Linked DNA regions of Columba livia: region 2 is linked to region 1. A link is a contact called in public Hi-C data. All regions are on one chromosome and are shown on one strand. The core of a region is the stretch at or near the end of the contact, and the rest is flanking DNA. Distances in the headings are between cores, read along the strand shown.

Evidence for each region. A called contact is a pair of places that touch in the nucleus more often than the background predicts.
Region 2: a contact with region 1 is called in a Hi-C map of liver, with 3 times the contacts expected there. The contact joins the promoter of AMBP here to the promoter of EXD3 in region 1. A contact is called at or near these places in 2 of 2 Hi-C or Micro-C datasets (crop and liver).

What each region holds. Positions count from the first base shown.
Region 1 is chr19:10,437,744-10,442,858 of bColLiv1.pat.W.v2, forward strand. It overlaps EXD3 (exonuclease 3'-5' domain containing 3), which reads left to right and starts at 3,745. Exons shown (of 21, transcript XM_065036172.1): 1 at 3,745-4,004. The coding sequence starts at 3,760. NOXA1 (NADPH oxidase activator 1) reads right to left here and starts at 3,089. Exons shown (of 15, transcript XM_065036193.1): 1 at 2,707-3,089; 2 at 782-864. The coding sequence starts at 2,880.
Region 2 is chr19:10,763,814-10,769,605 of bColLiv1.pat.W.v2, forward strand. It overlaps AMBP (alpha-1-microglobulin/bikunin precursor), which reads left to right and starts at 2,521. Exons shown (of 10, transcript XM_065036205.1): 1 at 2,521-2,712; 2 at 3,325-3,467; 3 at 3,722-3,798; 4 at 4,316-4,429; 5 at 4,891-4,992; 6 at 5,523-5,560. The coding sequence starts at 2,605.

The DNA of each region.
Region 1 (5,115 bases), core at 2,495-4,994:
CCGGCCGGGGCTGCAGCATCCCTGAGCACAGCTCTGCCGGCACAGAGCGTGTAGCTGCTTGACGGGCTGTCTGTGACTGCAGAACTGCTCACTTTTGCTCCCTCACACAGCAATAAATAAAGTCACTTTGTGGAAACAAAGGTCTTGGAAAGTATGGGGAAAATACCAGGAAAGAGAATACCTGAACTTTGGATGTGAGAAAGGACCTGTAGTATCCTCCGCCCACCTCTGTGAGCAGGATGTCAACGCAATTTAACCCTGGAAACAATGAGTAATTGATCCTGTGACACTAGTGGTGCAATCTCAACATGAAATCAGTGAGATGAAGATTAAGTTCTTAAATTCTGTCAGCAGAGAGTGAGAGTCAGACCCTGGGGGCAAACTGCATTTTTAGGAAGGCCAGGCTTGTGTGGACCAAGTAATGATCCACCTAGCATCTCAGTTATATTCTTTTCATTCTCAAAGAAAACCTGAATGGCAACATAAACTCCTGGCAGCCCCACATACAGAAGCAGCTTCTTTCTCTCTGTATATGGGATGGTAATGCCATATAGTAGCCACCTCTGAGGCCACAGAGTTGTACAAGCTCGTATCTTCTCAGTGTTATCAGAGGTAAGACTTGCTGACCTGAGACTATTTATAAGGCCAAACTGGACCTTATGAACTGTTAAAATTGCGGGACGAAGTGCATTTTAGAATTACAGAATCATTTAAGTTTAGGAATAAAGTATGACTAAAAGCAGAAAAGCCAAGACTGAAATGGGATGCATGCTTCACTCACATTTCCAGCTGCAGATGGACGAACCCTCTCTGAAAGAAGCCAACGGCTAAGGAGTTGTCCTTTGCAAGGGTTTTATCAAATGCCTAAGGAGAAAAACACAGACACGTGGCAAGGATGAGTCAGGATCTCTCCTGTTGATGCCTGGGTGCATGCACCCAGCCAGTCGTGTCCAGCTGCACTTGCACTGGGTGCAGAAGCTGTTTCTGGGCTCGTGACCAGCTCCTCCGGACTGCCGAGCGCCAGGTTGTGATCTGGGCTGAGGGGCAGGAGACAGCTCCAAGTCACCTTTTATGTCTTGGCTCTGTATGAGCTGAGCTTCAGGTTTTTTTCCTTCCTTGGGAAAATGGACAGGACATAACAAATGAGCTACATTTGCCATCCAGCATCTTGTGATGAGAAAACCATGTTGCCTGGACCAGAGTTTGCCCTGACGGTGGGAGCAGTGGGACCAGCCCAAGCAGGGAAGGCTGTTTGAAGCAGCCTACAGTGATGAATATGAGAAGGGGTGCAAGGGAGAAAGCCGACGGGCTTCACGCTGCACATACAAGTCAATATTTCTGGTCCAGTTTCCCAGCTAAAAACAGGAAAGTATTATCAAAGCTGGTAGCAGCTTGTGGCTGATGGTTCAAAGTAACAACGTGCTGGGAAAACTGTCTTAATGTCTTTCTGAGAAAGCTGGGAGGTATGCTCCTTCACTTGTCGTTGTGAAGAGATGGCAGGTAGATAATGAACTTTTGTGGTACTGGCTAGACAGGAGTGGTAGCATTGCACGGGTGAAAATATGTTGCAGGAGGTCAGGGAGTGACTGCACCTCTTGGTGAGGTGGCAGCTGCTTCTCCCATGGCTCCAACAGCAAACCTTGTGTTGTCTGCTTTAATGTGCTATAAGAGAGAAAAAATGAACAACCAACCGTTGACCTGTGTGAAGCATAGCTGAGCTTCTTCCCAGTCGTGCCCATTCATCAGAGCTAAAAAGTCTCTGTTGGGCACCATTGTGCTCTGCTCATTGTTGTCCCTTATAGCAATATAAGCTCATCTAAACATGAGGAGAAACTGCTATGAGGTGCAAGAGCCTGGCCCAGGCTGCCCAGAGCGGGTGTGGAGTCTCCTGCTCTGAGACATTCCAACCCCCTGGAGCCACCTGTGTGATCTGCTCTGTGACCCTGCGTGAGCAGGGCTGGGCTGGGGATCTACAGAGGTCCCTGCAACCCAGCCAGGCTGGGGTTCGGTGATTCTGTAACGGCCCTGCCCAAGGCTCCGTGGCTCTTCCCGGCCCCTCCAGTACAGCCTGATTTCTGCTTACTGCTAATTAATAAACAGCTTAAATGCATCTCCTCGCTGGGCAGCTGACAGCTGGCCAGCCAGATGTGCAGACATGCTGGGTGCTGTAAGATAAAGGCCTTCCCTCAGGGTGTTTGTCTGCCTGCACCTGCTCCCCGGTTCCAAAGGGTTCCCAGCACAGATGTTGCTTTCTGGCAGCCTCGACCGCTGGAGCAGGACTGTGGATGGGCACATGGGGCTGCAGGGCTCCATTTGCATCCATCACCGCCCGCATCTGTGCTTTTAGTGGGATGTGCAGGACAAGAAACTCTGGATTTTAATGAGAGTTTCGTAGCATCACAGAACAGTTTGGGTTGAAGGGACCTTCCCAGCTCCCCAGTGCCCCCCTGCCATGAGCAGGGACATCTTCACCAGCTCAGGTTGCTCAGAGCCCCGTCCAGCCTGGCCTGGGATGTCTCCAGGGATGGTTCATCCACCACCTCTCTGGCCAACCTGGGCCAGGCTCTCACCACCCTCAGGGCAACAATTTCAGCATTATTAGTTTCAGCCATTATTCCCTCAAAACCCGAAATGGCCAAGCGGTGCCGCCCGCCCCAGCGTCCCCCCCGGCCCGCCCTGCGGTTCGCCCCGCTCGACCCCGCTCACCCGCAGCGCCTCCCCGGGCCGCCCCGCCAGCAGCTGCACGCAGCCCATGTTGAAGCAGATGCGGGCCGGCGGCTCCGGGATCCCGCCGAAGATCTCCAGGGCGCCGTCCCAGTCCCCGCCGTCGGCCGCCAGCACGCCCTGGTGCCAGCGCCTCACCAGCTCCCGGTACGCCATGGCCCGCGGACCCGGCTGGGCCTCCCGCCGGGCTCACCTGCCGGCGGGCGCGGCCCCGGGGCGGGGAGCGGGCGGAGGAGGAAGCGCCGCTGCCTCCCCCCGCCCCTCCGTCCTCAGCCGCGCAGGGCAGCACCGCGGGGTGAGTGGCTGGGCCGCTGGCGGTGAACGGCGACTGAAAGGCCACCAGCAGAAAGGCCCTGGCGCAGCCTGGTTGGGACCTCTGCAGATCCCCAGCCCCACCTGCTCACGCAGGGTCACAGAGCAGATCACACAGGTGGGTCCAGGGGGTTTGAATGTCTCAGAGCAGGAGACTCCACACCCGCTCTGGGCAGCCTGGGCCAGGCTCTGGCACCTCCCAGCAAACAAGTTTCTGCTCATGTTCAGATGGAGCCTCCTGTGTTTCAGTCTGTGCCCGTTGCCCCTCACCCTGGCGTTGGGCACCACTGAACAGAGTCTGCTCCATCCTCTGACACCCACCCTGAGATACTGATCCCATTGATCAGATCCCTCTCAGCTTCTCTTCTCCAGCTGAACAGCCCCAGCTCTCTCAGTGTCTCCTCATCAGGAAGATGTTCCAGACCCCTCAGCATCTTTGTGTCCCTCCGCTGGACTCTCTCCAGTGATTCCTTGTCCTTCTTCAACTGGGGAGCCCAGACCTGGACACAGAACTGCAGATGGGGCCTCACCGGGGCAGAGCAGAGGGAAGATAATCCGCTCTCGACCTGCTGCTCACACTCTACCTGATGCACTGCAGGTGCCATTTGCCTTCTTGGCCACAAGGACACATAATGCTGTTTTGGGTGGGTTTTAAATGTAATAGTTATTTTCGCGGCCCTACAGGTGTTCGTGTTAACTACAGTAAGTACGGTAGGCATAAGGATGCCGCCGCGCTCTGGTAAATACGGTAAGCTCGGGGCTCGCTGCGTTGCCGCGGGCGACACCGCCCCCTGCAGGCGCTGTGCGTCGGTGCCGTCGCAAAAGCGGTCCGGCGGGGCGCGCGGCTGCGCACAAGGGATTCCGGACCCGGTCGGGTTTGTCGCGCGGAGCAGAGGCGTTGGCGCGCCGGGGAAGATTTTAAAAGGAGGACTCCGGAGTTCCCGTTGCTGCTTCCGGGTTGGTGCCAGGTGAGTGGCAGCAGCCGGCGGGCGCACCGGGCAGCTCCGGGCCGGGCTGCGGCTCCGGCTCCGCGGGGCGCAGGGCCGCGGCGGGGCCCGGTTCCTGGCGCAGCCTCGGGGGGGGAAGCTGTGCCCGGGCCCGTCTGGAGGAGCCCGGCGCAGCGCAGCGGACCTTGAGCCTGGGAAGCCCGAGGGGAGCGGGGCGGGCGGGGGCAGCGGGGCCGCTCCGGGTGTAACGCGCTTCGCAGCCGAAATAAAACTACGAAGTGTCTCGGCGTCCCTGGGTGGCGCCTCCCGGCGGAGCTGGCGCGGGGCGCCAGTACGGTAGCGGGGAGCGCACCCGCCGGTGTTGCCGGTATCTACGGTAGGGCTGCGGGCGGCAGCTCCGGGCGGCGCCTCAGCCCGGGCTGTGCGGCCCCTGAGGCGGGCGGAGCCGGCGGGCCGGGCCGATCCCCGCCCGCGTCTCGCTCCTGAGCGGCCCCTGCGGAGCGGACACCGGCCGGGCCCGGGCGCCTGCGGGCGGAGCGGCCCCGGGACCTGCGGGAGGCGGGGGCGGAGCGGCGGGAGCCCGGGGAAGGGCCGGGGAGCGGAGGGAAGAGGCGGACAGTGAGTGCGGGCCGCAGGTTCATAATTACAAGTAATTACTTACTTTACAGGTTTTGTGTAGCCACCGTACGTAATTATATGGCTTACAGGTAATTGGGGTGAATTAATAACGAAGTATCACTGGAAGCCAAAGGAATGTACGGCCGGCCTGTTACAGGAACGGTAGAATCGGTGTGTTTTCAGACAGCTTAGTTTTAAAGGAGTTGGTTGAGCTCCCCACCACTGACTTTAAATGCTTTGAAAATGGGGGGAAAAGATTCACTGGGTTTGGAAGTACCACAGATATTGTTCACATGTGTGGGAAGATGAAATGTGTTTTATCAAAACAAAAAAAGCAAGTTAACCTGATATTAATAGCAGGAATAAAATAAAACAAGCTTGTAAAACTCTGTAATTAGATACTACAAATGCAATGAGTGTGGAGATCAAGGACTTAACAACATACCCTCGAAGAGGAGATTCCCCCGCCCCCGGTGTTCCTTCTGGAGGGGACTTCAAGGTCTGGTTAAGTCGG
Region 2 (5,792 bases), core at 1,271-3,770, 320 kb after region 1:
CACGGTGTTTGCTCAGGTTTGGGAAGAACTTGTCTGTGACATCACGAGGTGCTGGCTGCAGTGTGGTTCCTCTCCTTCCAGCTGGGCAGCGGGCTGGGGGACGGTGAAACTGTCAGCTACGGAAATGGGGTCCTGGGAGCTGCAAAACAGAGATTCTCATTGCTGCAGCACCAATGAGACAGCAGAGCCTGTACAGAAGGGTGCGATTGCTGAGCGTGTGGCTGGACACAGAGCTGGGAGAAGCTGGTGGGGCTCCTGCAAGGAGCTGTCTCAAACAGAAAGGATCCAGAGGACATCATCTGCCTTCTGATGAGGCACCGCACCCACGATTATTAAAGAAACAAACTTGCTGTGGGGGCAGAAGACAGGCTCTTTCACGAACTGAAAGGCGGTTGAAGGATCAGAAGCAACACATAGGGCTCTTCAGGATGGAGGACAGTCAGCAGTGGGGTCCCCCACATACCAGCCCTGGGACCAGTTTTATATTTGACATCTTCATCTGCCCCAAGGAGAAAGGAGTGAACAGAAATCTTCAAGTTCATCAATTACTTTGAGCTCTTCTGGATGGCCAAGGCTGTGTTGATGGCAAGGAGTTTAGAAGGATCTCAAAAGCAAGAGGCAAAGACATAGCCGGTGAGCTTTGGTGTAGAGAAATGAAGATGATGCCCAGAGCCCAGCTGGGGGGCCAACCCCCCTCCCTGCAGAGGCTCCACCACCCTGTGCTCTGGCGTCATGGGGAGTTTCTCCATCCCTGCCCAGCGATCCCAGCCACCGCAGCCTGAGGGAATGAGGACAGTGAACAGGGGGATGGAGGGGCTGCACCACTTCTATGGTCTTTCTCAGCACAGTCAACGTGCATGAGTTTTTTGCAGCCAGTACAGCTGCTCCCCAGTGTTCTCACTGAGGATGGTGCCCACAGGTCCACAGTCACAGCCACACACCGTGTTCTTGTGTACAGAAGAGGAGAGGACTGGGCTGGATGTGGCCCATGCCTGCAGCTTCCCCAGCTGTTGTCCTTTAGAAGGGCACAGCTCCCTGCGCTCCCGGCTGCGGAGGAGGGGAGCCAAAAGCAGCTGAGGGTCACGCATCCTCCTGCCTCCCCTGCCAGGTCCCAGCAAGGGGGGCATATGCTCCCAGTAAAGCAGACTGGTCCCCAAAGACGATATGTAGGAACGTGTCCTGTATTGGTCACACCCGGGGACTTTTGCCCCACGGGGCATTTCTGTACCTGATGCCATGGCCGTGGCAGCTGCCGCTGCACGGCTGACCTGCCTGCCGCTGGACACCGGTCCGGCTCCGCAAAGCTCCCGGGGCCGGTACTCTGGTACTGCCCGGGGACCTGCCCGGCCCTGCCGCCTAGGGAAGGGCCCCCCGGGGCACAGCGGGGCTCCCCCGCCCACTGCAGCGCGGCTGGAGCGGGGCCGGAGCGGGGCCGGAGCGGGAGCGGGGCCGCGCTGCCATTCCTTGCCGCCGGCTGCCACCTAGTGCTGGCGGGGCGCGGGAAGGTCCGGCCGGGCAGCCCCGGCGTCCCGCAGCCCCAGCTCGGGGGACTGGAGCCCAGGGCTGGGGCTGGACCGAGGTGGGCTCCTCCGGAGACAGGGAAGCACAGGGCGGGTTAAAGAGGTGGACTCATTAAAGGGGTCTCTGCCCCACGCCCGAATTTCCCCTGTGCTCCCAAGGACACCCCAGATGTGCACTAAGACGTGTGTGTGACGAGATGCTCAGGCCTCCCCAGCAGCCTGTGCTGCCCGGGCAGCGCATCCATCGGTCCTGTGCGAAGGGCCGGTTGGTGGCCACCGGTGGCGAGGAGAGGTGAAGGTCCGGCTGGCTCCTGCAAGCGTGCCGCGGCTCTGGCCCTTCTCTGCAAATATTGGGCTGGGGGCAGGCCGGAGAGGGGCTCCTGCCCTTTGCTCTGTTTGCCGTTTCCCTCGGGCTGTTTGGTTTCTGTTAATCATCCTGTGAAGGCAAACAGTGGTGGGGAAGGGCGGTGTGCCCCACGCCTCCCACGCCTGCCAGGTCCGGGTGACACCCAGATGGCTCCAGAGTATTCACACCAGCTTGGAAGCCCCAGGACGGGGGAGCAGGCAGCACAAGCTCTGCTCCTTGCAGACACTGGTCAGGATTAGGCAGCACTGTGGAGCCCCCAGGTCCTCTTCTCTCTGCAGGGTCAGGCTGGTCTGCTGGGGCTGGGGGCACCATCAGGGCTCTTTGCAGGACACCAGGGCGGGAATATGAACCTCAAGGTAGAATAAAGAAGAATAGGCAGGTGCTGGCCCCACGTCTGGGCCAAGCCGTGGTGTAGAAACAGGTGAGGGCAAGGAGTTCAGCCTGGCACTGCAGGGAGATGCTCGTCTCCCTTTCTGCACCCCACATCAGCTCTCTGCAGATCCCCAGGGCTGAGGGCAGTGGCAAGCCCCGGGGCCACACGGCTGTGACCACACAGGGTGACAAGCTGCCCACACCCCCCGACACCCCCCGGCCAGGCCGGCTGCCCCGCTGGCCGCGGTCTGAAGGTCACGCTGCTGCGCAGTGTGGGGACAGCGCAGAGTCCGAGATCCCACGGGTGCGCTGGTGCTCAGCAGCACTCCAGAGCCACCAGCCAGGATGATGCGGGGTCTCTTTGCGCTCCTCCTCTTCACTGTGGCCAGCGGAACCCCCATTGGGGACCAGGATGAGGATATCCAAGTGCAGGAGAATTTTGAGGCTGAGCGGGTAACAGCGGCTTGCGGTTCCTTCACTCTGGGGGCAGAAGGGATGGGGGAAGGGTTTAATTCATTACTCCTGCCCACGTCAGGCTGTGCAGGACAAGCATTGACAGCATGGCCCTTTCTGGGCGCTGGTTGGGGGGTGGCTTCACCCCACACCTTGGCAGGGCAGCTGCAGCCTGAGCAGCTGGGCAGATGAATCCCACGAGACATCTATTGATCTGCGCAGCCTAAGAGGTGCGGGCAGGGCCTGCAGGCATCCCCACAAAGAAGGATTTCTGTGGGATGCAGAGTGCCTGAGGGATCTCCCGCAGGCAGCCCTGTCCCTGCCAGGCTCTGCACAGCCCCACACTTGTGTTTGGGCCTGGGCTCTCCTGGAACACATGGGGGGATGTCAGTCTGACAACCCCAGCCCTGCCTGGTGGTCGGGGGACCCAGGAAAACCCTGCTCAATGTTGATCCGCTTCCCAAAGCCCGCAGCAGCTCTGACCCTGGCACTCTGCACCACCACCCCGCAGTTGCTCTCTTGGCCATGAATATTGCAGCTCTGCAGAAAACCAGCTGTCCCACTTTGGTGGAGAGGGCTCATGGTGGAGACAGTCCTTTCTTCTCCCCCCAGATGTATGGGAAGTGGTACGACATCGCCGTTGGCACAACCTGCAAATGGATGAAGAACTACAAGGAGAAGTTCAGCATGGGCACGTTGGTGCTGGGCCCTGGCCCCAGCGCTGACCAGATCAGCACTGCCAGCACCAGGCTGCGGTACGGGTGCTGCCGCGGATGCTCGAGCCTGCCCCAAAGCCATCCTAGCCAGGGCTGCTCTGTGTCCCCAAGGCTGGGACAAGATGTGGGGGTTGCTTGCTCTGTCTGGCATCAGAGCCATGAGGAGGGGCTGGATTTGGCTTAAATACCCAATGCGCTGGGCAGAGAATTTCGGGGGTCCCGTGCCACGGCCCCGGTGCCCCTGAGGTGATTTTCATGATCACTCCAAGCAGCTGTTTTTCTCCTCCCTCCAGGCAAGGTGACTGCAAGCTCATTGCAGGAGAGTACCAGAAAACCAGCACCCCTGGCAAATACACCTACTATAACCCCAGTAAGTTGGGCTCGCTGCCAACCTGCTTGGCCCCGAGAGCTGCGATGTGGCCGAGTGACGGGAACCAGTGCTGGGCGCAGCTGAGGCTGGGGAAGGGTTCAGGAAAGCAAGGTTCAGAAGCCGCTCCACAGTTTGGGTCACTTCCAGTTAAAGTCTGGAGTTAAGCTGGGGGAAAGGGGCTGTTTCAGCACTGGCCCTGCATACACACAGGACTATGTGTTGGTCCAGCAGATCTCTCCTGTTCCCAAAGTCCCAAGCGGGGTCTGGGACCCACCAGCCACATTTCCAGAGCATTGGTGGTATCTCAGTTGCCCACGACTCTAAGTTTCCAGTTCCCTTGACTAAGAATAAGCTGGTGAGCCTAAAGGCAGTAGGAATTATATCAGTCTCCTTCCCAAAAATCAGCTGTTTTCTTCAATTAGCTGCCTGATTTCAGCCCCCAGCTCGGGCTGCCTTACACTGCCCCGCTTCTCCCTGGGGGCAGGAATGATGTCCCCTGTGTCTCTGTCTCACCCAGAATGGGATGTATCTATCCAGTCCTACGTGCTCCGCACCAATTATGAAGAATATGCTGTCATTCTGATGAAGAAGAAAAGCAGTTTTGGCCCGAGCACCACTCTGAAGCTGTACGGTATGTCTGGCTACGGCACTTGTGGGTGAGCAGGCTCTGGTGCGGGCCAGTGTGGCTCAGAAACACCCCCCAAGGATCCCTTGGCCTTGAGGGACCTGACCATGGTGCTTTGGACCAGTTCATCTTGGGCACTGCAGTGGGTGAGTTGTATGGCTCAGCCTAGAGCCATGTCACACAATGAACATCCAAACCAGCCCATTGTTTGGGGTGAAGGTGGCAAGATCTGCCTGGAAGAACCCCAGGCCCTGAAGTGGCAGGAGGTGCTGTCTTTCAAAATTGAGAAACATTAAAACCACTTTGTCCAAGCCCTTGGTCAAGGCTGGTCAGGAATACCAGAGGAGAGGTTGGGTAGGACCAGGAGGCTGCAGTTGCCTGAACTCTGCAGGCTGGCGGGTGTTTGGGGGGCTGCATGCAGACCCCCTCCCACACCAACCCTGCTCACAGCCCATTCCCTCGCCCAGGGAGGAGTCCGGAGCTGCGGGAGGACCTCATCGAGTCTTTCCAGCAACTGGCTCTAGAGCTGGGCATCCCTGAAGACTCCATCTTCGTCCTGGCCAACAGAGGTAACGCACACACCCCTCCCGCTGCTTATCCCCCTGGCACTGGGGCTGTTCCATCCTGGTGTGCGAGGCTGTGGAGAAAGTGAGACAATCAGGATGGATGGAGGAGAGGCAAAGACTTTGCTAGGATGGGATGGGAAAGAGACAAGGCCATGTATCAGTCAGGTTTCCACCAGCTTCCAGATGGTGGGATCCTTACCTGTCTGCCAGGTCAGCGCACCCCAGAACACTGTGCTGGGATGAGGGTGCAGGGCACCCATGACTGGGTGCTCCCAGGAGCTGAGGAGCTCCTTGCTCAGCCTGGGGTTCAGAAGGTGCTAATGTGATGGATGTGGGTGTGGGGATTTTAGGGTGGTGCTCCTGCAAGTGGGAGGTGGAAAGCAGCAAGAGGGAAAGAACGTTGGGGTGAAACTGGGAGGGTGTCCCCTTCCCCAAGGTCCCATGTGTGCATGGTGCAGGACCACGGTGACATGAGTCTGTCAGGACACCTCCCTTCTCATGTTGCTGGTTTTCTCTCCTGTCATCTGGGCCAGGTGAATGCATCCCCCAGGAGACGGCAACTGCCCCCCCGGTGAGTGGTCCAGCTGGGAACTCCTGAGATGACTCAAGGCTGGGGACATCCCATCCAAACCAAACCTACTGGAGACTGGTATCTGGGGACCAGGATCTGTGGGCAGGACACAGAGTCCGTGGAGGTGCACTGGCTGTCCAGGGAGATGCTCTTTCATCTCCATCAATGGGCTTTGCCTGCAAGGATGGGGGCACAGGCGGGTGCAGGCTGCAGGATGAGTGTCCCAAGGGCC